Linked DNA regions of Sus scrofa: regions 1 and 3 are each linked to region 2. A link is a contact called in public Hi-C data. All regions are on one chromosome and are shown on one strand. The core of a region is the stretch at or near the end of the contact, and the rest is flanking DNA. Distances in the headings are between cores, read along the strand shown. Region 1 holds the start of KITLG (KIT ligand). Region 2 has its middle 360 kb from the start of KITLG. Region 3 overlaps KITLG (KIT ligand).

Region 1 (3,914 bases), core at 761-3,260, 360 kb after region 2:
GCACGGAAGGACGCTCATGTACATACAAGTCCACGTTTCCATCCCATGTTCTCCCCAGACCTGTTTACTGTTGGGTGTGGTTGACGGAATGATGCCTGCCTCCCATGCCCAAAGAGGTCAGCATCCTAATCCCTGGAACCGGTGAATATGTTACGTTAAATGGCAAATAGGCATTAAGATTGCAGGTGGAACTGATGCTAATCAGCTGATTTAGGGAACTCAGCCTGGATTATCCAGTTGGGCCCAATGTAATCACAAGGTCCTCAGAAGTGGAAGCAGGAGGGGGAAGGGAAGGTCAGAGTGGGTGATGTGAGAAGGACTCAACTCACCATTACTGACTTTGAAGATGAAGGAGGCTATGAGCCAAAAACTCTGGAGAGCTTCCAGAAGCCTAGAAAGGCAAGAAAAGGAATTCTCCCCTAGAGCTTCTAGAAAGAACACAGCCCTGCCAACATTGCCAACACTGAGCCCTGGGACTTTTTGGACTATTTAGACTTTTTGGACTTTTGACCTCCAAGCCGTAAGGTAGTAATCTTACGTTGTTTTAAGTGATTAACAGCAGCAACGGAAAATAACACAGTGAACTTCAAATTTTACCCACTTAATTGTTTCTCATGGTTATAGGTTGCCATATTAATTTTTTAAAAAGAACTAGTTAAGTCGAATTTGGGATCCTACTCTTTTATTAAAACATCTAATTCCTAAATTTACACATTATTGGTTTGGGAAAATTGACCTCTCTCAGCCTCTGTTTCTTTTTCTTAAGATTTATTTATTTATTTATTTATTTATTTATTTATTTATTTATTGTCTTTTCTAGGGCCGCACCCGCGGCATATAGAGGTTCCCAGGCTAGAGGTCCAATTGGAGCTGTAGCCGCCGGCCGCCTACACCACAGCCACAGCAACGCCAGATCCGAGCCGCATCTGCGACCTACACCACAGCTTAGGGCAACGCCAGATCCTTAACCCACTGAGCAAGGCCAGGGATCGAACCAGCAACCTCATGGTTCCTAGTCAGATTCGTTAACCACTGCGCCAGGACGGGAACTCCTCAGGCTCTGTTTCATCAACAATAAAATGGGAATAAAAATGACAGGACCTATACAACAGGTTTGTGGAAAAGATTTAGTGACATAATCTATGTAAAGTACTTAGCACGATGCCTGGTATGGCATTAAGTGCATCGAATAGTGGTTTTAACTATTACTGTTGTTGCAGTAGCTTTCCAATTCCAAAACCTCCGACAACAGCAAACAAAAGTGTATCTTTCGAGACCCTGGCTGGATCGCTGACTTCCGCGTTTAATAACCTACCGCTTCTCTTTCAATTTAAATGTCTAAAGAAGCAGCGGTAAACCGTTTTTGGAAACAGCATCTTCCTTAGCAATCTTAACCCTGAGTCAACAATTATTTCGACCATTAAATATTCATTCACTAAAGTAATTGTTTAAAAAAAAGGAGGGGGGTGGAGGCTAAGACAATGGCCCAAGTATAGATCCTAATTAAGTTAAAAAAAAAAAATCCCTAAAGCGGGGCGGGGTGAATTCTTCGCTAGCCCCCCCTCCCCCCAATGAACTATCCCGTACTGCCTCTGCAGAAAAGAGGGAGCTCCCGGACTTAGCGAGCGTGCTAGGTATTTGGTCCGTCCCAGGGCGGTGCCAGGTGAGCCGAGACGAAGCCGAGGGGCCCAGCTGCGACTCTCCGAGCCAGGCGCGCAGTGCACGCGGCAGCTGCAGGGTGTTCGGCTTCTCGCTCCGCACCCTCGTGCCCTCCTAGCCTTCGGGCCGTGCGCGCACCGGCCCCTAAACGAGGGGAAACGCTTGGATTAATCTATCCAACTTCTACGGTATTTGCAGTGCTCCGGCAGCCCTGCCGGTCTCCCCCCCGCACACCAGCAGAGTCTCGCTTCCCCGGGGCTCCGGAAGGGAAGGAGGCGTGTCCGGAGTAGGCGGGAGGGAGCCCTATAAAGTGCTGGCGGCGCGCCGGCCCGGGGCTTCACTCTCCGCCTCGCGCCGGGACCTGGAGCGCCGCGCGAAGCTGAGGCCTTGGAGAGGGCGTTTGCGCTCGGGCTACCCAATGCGTGGACTATCTGCAGCCGCTGCTCATGCAATATGCTGGAGCTCCAGATCAGCTAAACGGAGTTGCCACACCGCTGCCTGGGCTGGATCACAGCGCTGCCTTTCCTTATGAAGAAGACACAAGTGAGTACGGCGCACCCAGGAGCTCGCCGGCACGCCAAGAAAATCGCGCCCACAGGCCCGCGCCTCCCGGCCGCGACTGCTGGGGCGCGCGGGGCTGTGCTGGCTGGACAAGCCCGGAGGGCACCCGGGAGGCGGGCGTGGCGTGCTAGTGCCAGCTCCCCGGCCCGGGTGAGCCGGGGAGAGGAGTGAGAGAGAAGCGTGGGAGCTGGTGTCAAGTTTGGTGCCGCAGCCCCTAAGTTGGGAGCTGTCAGTGGGGAACTGCAGCTCCTGTAAGACGGGAGGATCTGCTCTTTGGCCGGGGAGTTTAAATTATTACGGAAAGGCATGCCTTTGCACGGGAGACATTTTCCAGTGGGTTCCGGGGAGATTACACAACAGCTCCCGCGTGCCACGCTCGGTGGCTCGAGCACCCAGATTTTCGTGCAGCCCTCGAGTGGGTGCAGGGCTCGTGCGGACGCGGGAGCAGCCTCCAGAAGGTAGCCAACCCGGAGTTTCTTAGCAGCCACGCTCGAGTGGGCAGAGAACCTGCCTGGCCAGCTCGGGAAAACTTGGCTCCCGCGGCGTGTGCCAGGTTTGCGGCTCTTGGTGAGCTTCCCCGGAGAGCTCCAAACGGGGTGATACTTCTACATTGCACTCACCTTCTTTCATTACAGTAGAGAAAAAGTTGTGTGTGTTAACTCCGATGGTAGTTATTGAGGTAATTGCCAGTGCTGCACAATTGTGCATTATAGAGAAGGATTAGTGGCTAAAGCGCCGTCCAGGGGTACAATTAGATTTTTTTTCCCCTTGAGGTAGATAACTGGCTTGTCCTTTGGAAAGGGCCGCCACGGTTATTTTCAAACACAGTTCTTTTCTCCACGGCGGGCTGTACCTCTTCTCACTTCTCCCCTTAGGAATTTTTCCTTGTTTCTGCCTCGGGTTGGGTAAGGCTGCCCTTTCACCCCCCAGAGGTTCTGTCGGAGATTGCAATTCCTGAAATGTGTCGGAAGGGTGGAGGTGGTGGGGAAAAGGGTTGTATAAATCCTCAGTTGAGAATGAAGGCATCCATGTGCGGAAATGCTTTATTTAATGGCACACGACGTGTGCCATTTTAAGTATATGTCTAAGCCCGGGAAGAGTACACATTCAGAAGGGAGTAGAAAGACTCGAGCCCATTGCACCCGTGTGGAAAAGAGCAGCGGGGAGGGACTCACCTAGCAGAAAGGTTTGTGTGGTCTCTAGGACCGCTGCTTGGGACCGAGAGAGGAGCAGAACGCAGGTTCCTCTCCCGCAGGTCAGTTTATGGGCAAAGCATTGGACGCCACACCTGAGATGACCACAGGGGGCTGTTGAAATTCGAATGTGAAAGACTGGCGACAGAGGAGAAGTTTTAATGTAATTACTTGATTCGTACGTGCTTTCTGCTTTGTAGACTAATAAGCATGGGCGGGGACCCAATTCTTTGTTATAGTAGCATCTGCTCACTTGAAGGGTGGTGAGATCTGGGTGGAGAAACCCGCTACCTTCTAGTTCAGGGAAAGAGCCTCAAGCTTCCTATTTAAACAAGATCACTGGAGACAGATCAGGTTAATGACCAACACTCCAAAGGGGGGCGATGTGGTATCAAGTCACTTTGAGAGTCCGTAGGATTGATGATCCTTGCACCCTTGCTTTGCAAAACAAATGTGAGCTCTGTAATCGCCTTCCTCACTTGGATTAAATGGCTGTGTAAA
Region 2 (4,363 bases), core at 813-3,312:
AGCATGAAGACCTTAAAGAATGGAATGGGCAAATTTACTGTTTTGAGATCACTAAACCTATACATTAATATATTAAGTGCTCTAAAAAGTCCTGCAGTAAACAAAGTGACTTCATTTTATTTGGCTACAGAATCTTATTTTTTTCCCTCTAAGACATTAATATCAAGCTGATTTAGACTTCCTTGGAAAACTCTTTGGAAAAAAAAAATGATGATTTAATCCATCTTCTCCTCTCAGCTCTTGTTGTTCTCATTACGTTGCTGAAAACTACCATAATAGCCTTCTGTGGGTCATCTGCTTTTATGCCCCCTGCCAATTCAGTTTTACAGATCAACATGGCTGTTCTCCTAAAACAAAATCTGACCGCCTTTTTCTTCTCTCCAGAACCACCTGATGACACTCAGAATCAGGGGAAAAATTCTTTAGCATGGCATGAAAGATCTTTCTGCCACTTCTCCTGTCTCGCGTCCTGACATCTTCACTTTCAAGCTCTGCGGCAGCTGTGTGGGAATCACCCAGCCCGTCAAACATACTGCAATCTTTCACTCTGCCATTTTCTTCCCCCTAGAAAAGTCCTTCTCTCTTTTCTTACTGTTGGCCTTTAGGATTCTTCTTAAATATAACTATCTGAAATCTTTTGCACAGCCTTGCCAGACAGATTTTTCTCCTCAATAAACTTTATGTTCAAATCTTCCAACCTTGTTTTTCATTTTAATTGCACTGAGTTGAAACTCTTGCAAATGAATCTACTTGACAAGCCAACCTGGCTCAGGATCACAGCTGGGAAGGCAATTCTTTTGGAGGATTCAGATACTCTGCAGCTGGTGTCTGGCAAAATTACTGGAAGCAAGTGTTTGGCAAGTCTGGCTATGACTCTTTCTGAGTTCAGAATGGGGATTTTGTGTGTTCTTTAAATGTGGACAGTTGATTTGTTCCTATGCAAGTTTAATTACTCCTTTTTCCACCATCTTGACACCATCCAGTGATACTTTACACCTATATTTATTTACTGGCAACAAATGATTTGAGGTTGTTGTATGTTGCCTTTATTCGTCCTCCATTTATTTATTTATTAATTTTCTATTATAGCTGATTTACAGTGTTCTGTCAATTTCTGCTGTATGGCAAGGTGACCCAGTTATACATACATATCCATTCTTTTTTTCACATTGTCTTCCATCATGCTCCATCATGAGTGATTAGATATGGTTCCATGTGCTATACAGTAGGATCTCATTGCTTATTCACTCCAAATGCAATAGTTTGCATCTACTAATCTCAAACTCCCACCCAATTCCACCCCCTCTCCCTCCCCCTTGGCAACTACAAGTCTGTTCTACATGTCCATCAGTTTGTTTGTTTTCTGTAAATAGGTTCATTTGTGCCAAATATTAGATTCCAGGTATAAGTGATATCATATGGTATTTGTCTTTCTCCTTTTAAGTAAAGAGTCTCTAGTTCCAACCATGTCGCTGCCAATGGCATCATTTTGTTCTTTCTTTATGGCTGAGTAGTTTCCCGTTTTGTATATGTACCACATCTTCTAAATCCACTCATTCGTCAATGGACATTGAGGTTGTTTCCATGTCTTGCCTACTGTGAAGTGTGCTGCAATGAACATTGTGGTGTAGGTATCTTTTTCAATAAGTTTTGCCTGGATATACTCCCAGGAATGGGACTGCTGAGTCATATGGTAGTTCTATATTTAGTTTTCTGAGGGTCCTCCATTTATGTGAGCTTTGTCTGCTCACAGTGCTCTGTCTGCCTTTTCCTCTGGGGAATCTCTCTCCTTTACTCTCACCTTTGCAGTCAGGAGGCACTGACTAAATCCCCATCTTCAAGAGTAACGTCATGACCCACAACTATTCAGAGTATTTTATTCTGGTCACAGTGGTTGGCTCTGGGGTGAGTAATGGAGCAAGACAGATGAATGAGACTTAATTTTTCAGCTTTTGCAGGAGGTATCAAGGAAAAGGCACCATTTTTCCTCCAGAGTGTCTCAGTCGGTCAAGTCCAAGTCTGTAGCTAGAGGGAGCCAGTGCATGAAGAGGGTGTGCTTCAGCCAGAGACCACAGTGAGGCAGGAAGGGTTGAGAAACGGAGACCTGTTTGTGATGTCGTTTGAGTACCTGCACTGAACCTCACCCAACACTGGCATTTTGAACTGCGTGAGCCAATCGATGCCTTTTTTCCCCTTTAAGTTATCTTGAATGTGGTTTCTATCATTAAAAGGTCGTGATAATAAAGGAACTGTTTGTTTATACATCTGATTTCCAAGGAATTTTTAATAGTGCTTTTCTTATTTTTTATACTATAGCTTCTGGCATATTATACCAAGTACTCCTGTCTCATATTTCATTGTATGAGTCACTGAGCCTCCAGCTTAAAGCAAATACGTGGCTTCCCAAGGTTAAAAGACTATTGGTATTAAGAATACGATTACTTTCTTTTTTTCTTCCTGGTGTTAGACAAATTGATTATAAAATTTACATGGAAAAATAAGTGAGAATAACCAGGAAAACCTCAAGGAAGAAATGGGAGAGAGTGTCTCTAGCAGATATATTAAATTTACCATAAAGTCTCTACAATTAAAACAGTGTTATGTTAGCACATGGAAAGACAGACTTATGTAATAGAAAATGCAGAAATACATTCAAATCAATTCTTAAATTTAGTTTATGATAAAGACAATGTACTAGTGTCTTACCGCTATTCTAACAAATCACCACAAACTTAGTGACTCCGCACAATTAGTAATCTTTCAGTTCTTTAGATTAGAAATCTGAAATAGTTCTCAGTGGGTTAAAATGAAGGTTACTGCAGGGTTTTATTTCTTGTATAGTGTTTAGGAGAGAGCCTAAATGTTTGAGGACGGAGAAATCCACCCCTCTACCCCTCTTGAGTTCTTGTGGTTAGACTAATAATAAAATTGAAAGAAGACAGATTAACAAGAGAAAAAAAATTCATGTATAGGAGGTCTCATAGAAATGGGATCTAACGCAAAGACACATGTACTCCAATGTTCACTGCAGCACGATTTACAATAGCCAAAACAGGAAACAACCTAAATGTCCATCGACAGAGAAGTGGATCAAGAAGATGTGGTACATATATACACAATGGAATATTACTCAGCCATTAAAAAGAATGAAATACCATCATTTTTTGCAACATGGATGTACCTAGAAACTATCATGCTAAGTGAAGTCAGCCATACAATGAGACACCAACATCAAATGCTTTCACAGACATGTGGAATGTGAAAAAAGGACAGACGGAACTTCTTTGCAGAACAGATGCTGACTCACAGACATTGAAAAACTTATGGTCTCCGGAGGAGACAGGTTGGGGGGTGGGGGGAATGTGCCTGGGCTGTGGGATGGAAATCCTGTGAAATCAGATTGTTATGATCATTATACAACTACAGATGTGATCAATTCATTTAAAAAAAAAGAAAAAAAAAAGAAATGGGATCTAAGAAGTGACTAAAGCAGTCGGATTTTAAACTTTTTAGAAAAAGACATAATAAATTTGTGAGGAATTGACAGGGAAAAGAAACTTAAATTTTGGGTGCTCAGTTAGTGAAGAATCTAAACAGATTTTGAGCTTGGGGTAGTAAATTAAAGAAGTCAGAAGGTCTGTTTACATAGGCTACCCAGCCCAAATTCCCTGTCTTTGGCAATAAGGTGTCTGACCTCCAGAAATAGGGAGGGCCCCTTGCACATGAGAGATTTATTTCCTGCTCTCAGGGAGACAGAAAGGAGGTCAGACTGTCCCTTTTGGACTGGCCATTTCCCAAGTAACTTGAGTTCAAAATAATCGATATACTATTGAGGGATGTTTGGGGTTAGCTTGGGCCCCAACAGGAGCTCATGGCTCCTTCCTTCCTCTTCAAAGCCAACAGTGTAGCTATCAAATCTTTCTCTGACTCTGACTTCCTCCCCTGCTTCTCTCTTCCACTTTAAAGGACGCTGTGATTACACTGAGCCTACCTGGATAAAAGGAACCTCCTAATTTTAAGGTCAGCTAATTAGCAAACCTAATTTCATTTGCCTGGATTATGTCATTTCCCCTTGCCATGTGAACATATTCACAGGTTCCAAGGGTTAGGACTTGAATATCTTTGTGGGGGAGAGGGCCTTATGCTACCTACCATACATGGCATCCCAAATGAGGGAAGAGAGAAATTTATAAAATAAATGATGTCAAGATAAATACTTTATGGAAAAAGCTAAAAGTGGATCCCCTCTTCATACCATATACTAGAATACATTTCACACTACAGATGACCCTTGAATAACATGAATTGCATGGGTCCACCTATACAGGAATTTTTTTCAGTAACTGCTTATTACAGTACTATA
Region 3 (3,923 bases), core at 720-3,219, 430 kb after region 2:
CATTGAGTAGGACACTTAGATACCCATCCAGAAGACAAGCTCTTACGGAGCATGCATTCTCATAAAAGAAACAGAAACACATTCGCATTGTGTTTTACAATATACATTATTTATATTACATGTATAATAATAGAATGGTTTTAGTTGTAGCATAAGGAGGCAAGCCTTTCTCGGGAGTAGGATCAGGGAAATTTGAAGAAAGCATGCTAGTTTTCATGGATAAAACCCCAAAGTGTGTCTGCTGGCCAGAGGACCAGGCCATACGAAGGAGTCACCCAGACGTGTGAGTGCCCTTTCTAGGGGAGAAGCATGGGATAATATAAGAGTGTATAAGTTATTCAAAGGGAGTTGTGTTTTCAAATAGTGATATCCTTTGTAGCAAAGCTAAAAGAGTGTTTTAAACATGTTTAAGTTTGGGATCTTTACAAAGTAAGAAAATCCTTACTTTGGTATCACCTTAGACATCTTTTAGAAAGACACTCCCGAGTCAGACCGCCTGCGTTTATATCCCCACTCTTAGCTCTTGGCTAGCTGTGTGACCTTGGACAATTTTCGTAATCTCTCTGGACTCCTCAATCACATGGAGGTCGCTAAGCTCTTTCTTTGGTTTTCTGTGAGTTTTTAATGAGTTCAGTGCATGTGTACTTAGAGCCATGCCTGATGTGTATATAGTACATGGCCATCATTAATTATTAGAACAATGAGATACACCAGGGCTGGGTCAGGAATTGTGGCAAGGCTGTGGTGAGCGTCAAATCGGAATAAAAGGGGAGTACCACGCTGCATGTTTTCTAAGCACCAAGAAGAAAGTCATGTCCACAGGCACGGTGCCCATAAGCTGACTCAGTCTGCAGAGATGGTCACCAAAATTGGGGCACAGTGTTTTTGTTCTCTGTTTGTTCAGATGTCTGGTATTAGTCAACCCACTCAAGTTAGTTTCCGCAAATTGTTGAATGATGGGCAGTTTTCATCAAAATGAGATACAATTGATAGGACAACAATCCAGGAATTGGGGATTACTCAAATCCTGTCCAGATGAGCTTATTCCACAAGGTTTCTGGGGCAATCTTTACATAAAAGCAAAGCTTTGGCCCGGGATCCTTCAGAAGGGCTGTAAGGCATACAATCCCGATCTCATTAATCCCTGTGATAGCATCATAGCAAGTGTGGAGAGTCATGCCCTGGAGGTGTAGGCAAGCCTTTTCTGATAACATCTATTTTCTCTCCCTGGAAGAGGGATGGCGGATCTCTGGAGAGAACCCAAGGCCTGGCTCTGAAGCCCTTTGCATTAACAGGAGAAGTAAAGAGAGCGGGGTGACTCCTGTCTAGGAGGGGAAGCTCAATCCCCCTGATTCTTTCCCCTCTTCTCTTTACCAGGCTTGTCCCTCTCTCTTGGAGAAGGACGTGTGCTGTGTAGGTCAGATTCCAGAACTTTGTTAGGGGCCGGGGTCCTGGGGCAGAACTTTAAGTTGGTGAAAAAGTCATAGTGCGTTGGTAGGAGGCGGCAAGCTTTCTCTAGACTCTGCTGCCGCGCGGCTTCGTTTGGAACACCTCCCTCGGGCTGCCCTCCTACCTGAGAAGGATTGTGAGTGGAGAATTCCAGAACACCTCGCTCTGTTGCACGCTTCTTCTGCTTATGGCTGGTGGGTGGGGTCTTTTCTCTGAGGGATGTGATTTAAGGAGGGATCGGGAGCTTGGGGTTCACGGATGCAAACTATTGGTCTTGGAATGGATTTGCAATGAGATCCTGCTGTGTTTGCGATCTAGGTCTAGATACTTACATTGCAACACGACAGTGGGAGGAAAAACCGTGTATACATGTATGTGTAACCGGGTCCCCATGCTGTACAGTGGAAAAATAAATTAATTTTAAAAAAAGATTTGCCTTTTGGACAGAACAGGAAGACTAGGGTATTCTGCTGCCCTGATTCCAGGGCATCTGGCTGCCCAAACGTAGCTCTCCGTAGCACCATTCTAGCTCATTAGTGTTCCACTGGAGTCTGGGGACAAAATATTAATAGCTTCCTTTGCTCTCTCTGTGTATGTTGATTAGGGCCCCTCAAGGAGGTCGCCTGGTCAAATCATAATCACACACCAGCAATCCTAGTAGACAGTGTGGACCACAGTGGGTCGGCCATCAAGGAGAATTCTAACACATAACTGGAACACAAATACAAAGAGCCAGATTATTTATAGGTAGTGATATAAACAGTCCTGAAATGGTAGGAATTGCATGGAACACCATTACCTCATAGAAAACACTTTAATAAATGGTAGTAAAATCCCAGATAAGAACATGTAATCTTTTATAGCTCTTGAAATAGTTATATTATTGTAATAATAGTCTTACTTCAGTTATACCAAATCCCATTTTATAACGCAGGCTTATTTTGATGTGGAATTCATGTTCAGTTTTAAGATGCCTAAAACAAATTTCCCAGGGGGCTTTTGGATGCACGGTCGGCCAAAAGAAATCTGTTACTCTCATCTTAAGGAAGTGATTCATGGTTACATGAATGAAAGTTTCCACTTCTTTACCCGATCCCTTAAGTATAAGGGGCACCCCTGACTCACTACATCCTCCCCCAGCACACACACAATCTTCTGTTATGACAGCATCTTTGGAAATAGAGGAATCAGAGAATTAGTGAATTTCCTGTTCCAAGTTTGCAAATAGTAAGGAAATGGGCAAGTCCTGTTTTCTCCATAATAGATAAGATTAGTTTCTTGCCTCTCTGGTTAAATCTATGAGTTTATTGTTTCCTCTTAAAAGCAGCTACAGGAGTTCTCTTGCGGCACAGTGGGTTAAGGATCCAGGATTGTCACTGCAGTGGCTTGGGGCACTGCCATGGCACAGATTCGATCCCTGGCCCAGGAACTTTTACATGCCATGGGCATGGCCAAAAAAAAAAGGAAAACAAAGCTGATGCAGGTGCACTGGTCTGGCTCTCAGTTCCATGTGTGCCAGTGTCCTCAAACAAATGCATTGTTGTTTGCGACGAGACACTGAGAGAGACATCTGCAAAATGTTAAGTTTTTGGGGTTCCCATGGAGAGGCAGTGGGTCTAATGTCCCAGCTTGTCTCTGCGGCATTGCCAGTTGGATCTGCGATGTCGTGGCTTAAGGGATCTGGTGGCGTTACAGCTGCAGCATAGGTCATACCTGTGGCTCATATTCAGTCCCTGGCCTGGGAACTTCCATGTGCCCCTGGTGTGGCCAAAAAAGGGGGAGAAAATGCTACGTTTTGTGTTGGGAGTAAGAGACCCTTGGGGGAGACAGGTTTTTGTTTAATTCTTAAATCATTCTGCTTTGCATGGATGAGCAAAGCAGGATGCAGGGAGGTGCCCCGTGTGAATGTCACATGTCTTCTCTCACTAAGTCACATATGTAGAGTCAGCGCAGGGAGACAAGTGCTTCTCGCCATGCTTCAGAGCTCAGTAGTCTCAGGCTCTCCCACACAGGACGTTTGAAAATCCAAACCTTTAGTCCACAGCACAGTGCTGGACCCTACCTGGCACCCAGTAAGTGTACATTGAGGATCTGATGAAGAAACACCATAATTCCAAGCTTGAGATCCCTAAAAGTAACACTAACCGCAGTATGCCTCTCTTAACTGAATCTTTGAGGCAGGCCAAACATAACTTACAGACCGAGTGGCAAAGTGGCCTCTTTAAAATTTCTTGGCTGGGAGGTCCCGTCGTGGCTCAGTGGTTAACGAATCCGACTAGGAACCATGAGGTTGCAGGTTCAATCCCTGGCCTTGCTCAGTGGGTTAAGGATCCGGCGTTGCCGTGAGCTGTGGTGTAGGTTGCAGAGGCAGCTTGGATCTTGCATTGCTGTGGCTGTGGTGTAGGCCGGTGGCTACAACTCCGATTAGACCCCGAGCCTGGGAACCTCCATGTGCCGCGGAAGCGGCTCAAGAA

The links. A called contact is a pair of places that touch in the nucleus more often than the background predicts.
Region 1: a Hi-C map of embryonic fibroblasts shows a contact between it and region 2, with 2.6 times the contacts expected there. The contact joins the promoter of KITLG here to the enhancer-like site in region 2. A contact is called at or near these places in 2 of 5 promoter capture datasets (fetal liver and liver) and 5 of 47 Hi-C or Micro-C datasets (alveolar macrophages, embryonic fibroblasts, heart right ventricle and 1 more).
Region 3: a Hi-C map of embryonic fibroblasts shows a contact between it and region 2, with 1.8 times the contacts expected there. The contact joins two enhancer-like sites. A contact is called at or near these places in 3 of 47 Hi-C or Micro-C datasets (embryonic fibroblasts and heart right ventricle) and 1 of 2 datasets of contacts at active chromatin or transcription factors (skeletal muscle).

What each region holds. Positions count from the first base shown.
Region 1 is chr5:94,015,393-94,019,306 of Sscrofa11.1, forward strand. KITLG (KIT ligand) reads left to right here and starts at 2,011. Exons shown (of 9, transcript NM_214269.2): 1 at 2,011-2,202. The coding sequence starts at 2,188.
Region 2 is chr5:93,658,274-93,662,636 of Sscrofa11.1, forward strand. No RefSeq gene overlaps it. Among named protein-coding and RNA genes, the nearest start is that of KITLG, 360 kb to the right of the region's middle. Within about 2 kb of position 2,063, at least 14 of the 83 cell types and tissues checked have an H3K27ac peak or open chromatin away from gene starts, as enhancers often do. A contact at or near this core is called in embryonic fibroblasts, where this site is marked.
Region 3 is chr5:94,091,167-94,095,089 of Sscrofa11.1, forward strand. The region is part of intron 6 of KITLG (KIT ligand); the gene reads left to right. Among named protein-coding and RNA genes, the nearest start is that of KITLG, 76 kb to the left of the region's middle. Within about 2 kb of position 1,970, at least 6 of the 83 cell types and tissues checked have an H3K27ac peak or open chromatin away from gene starts, as enhancers often do. A contact at or near this core is called in embryonic fibroblasts, where this site is marked.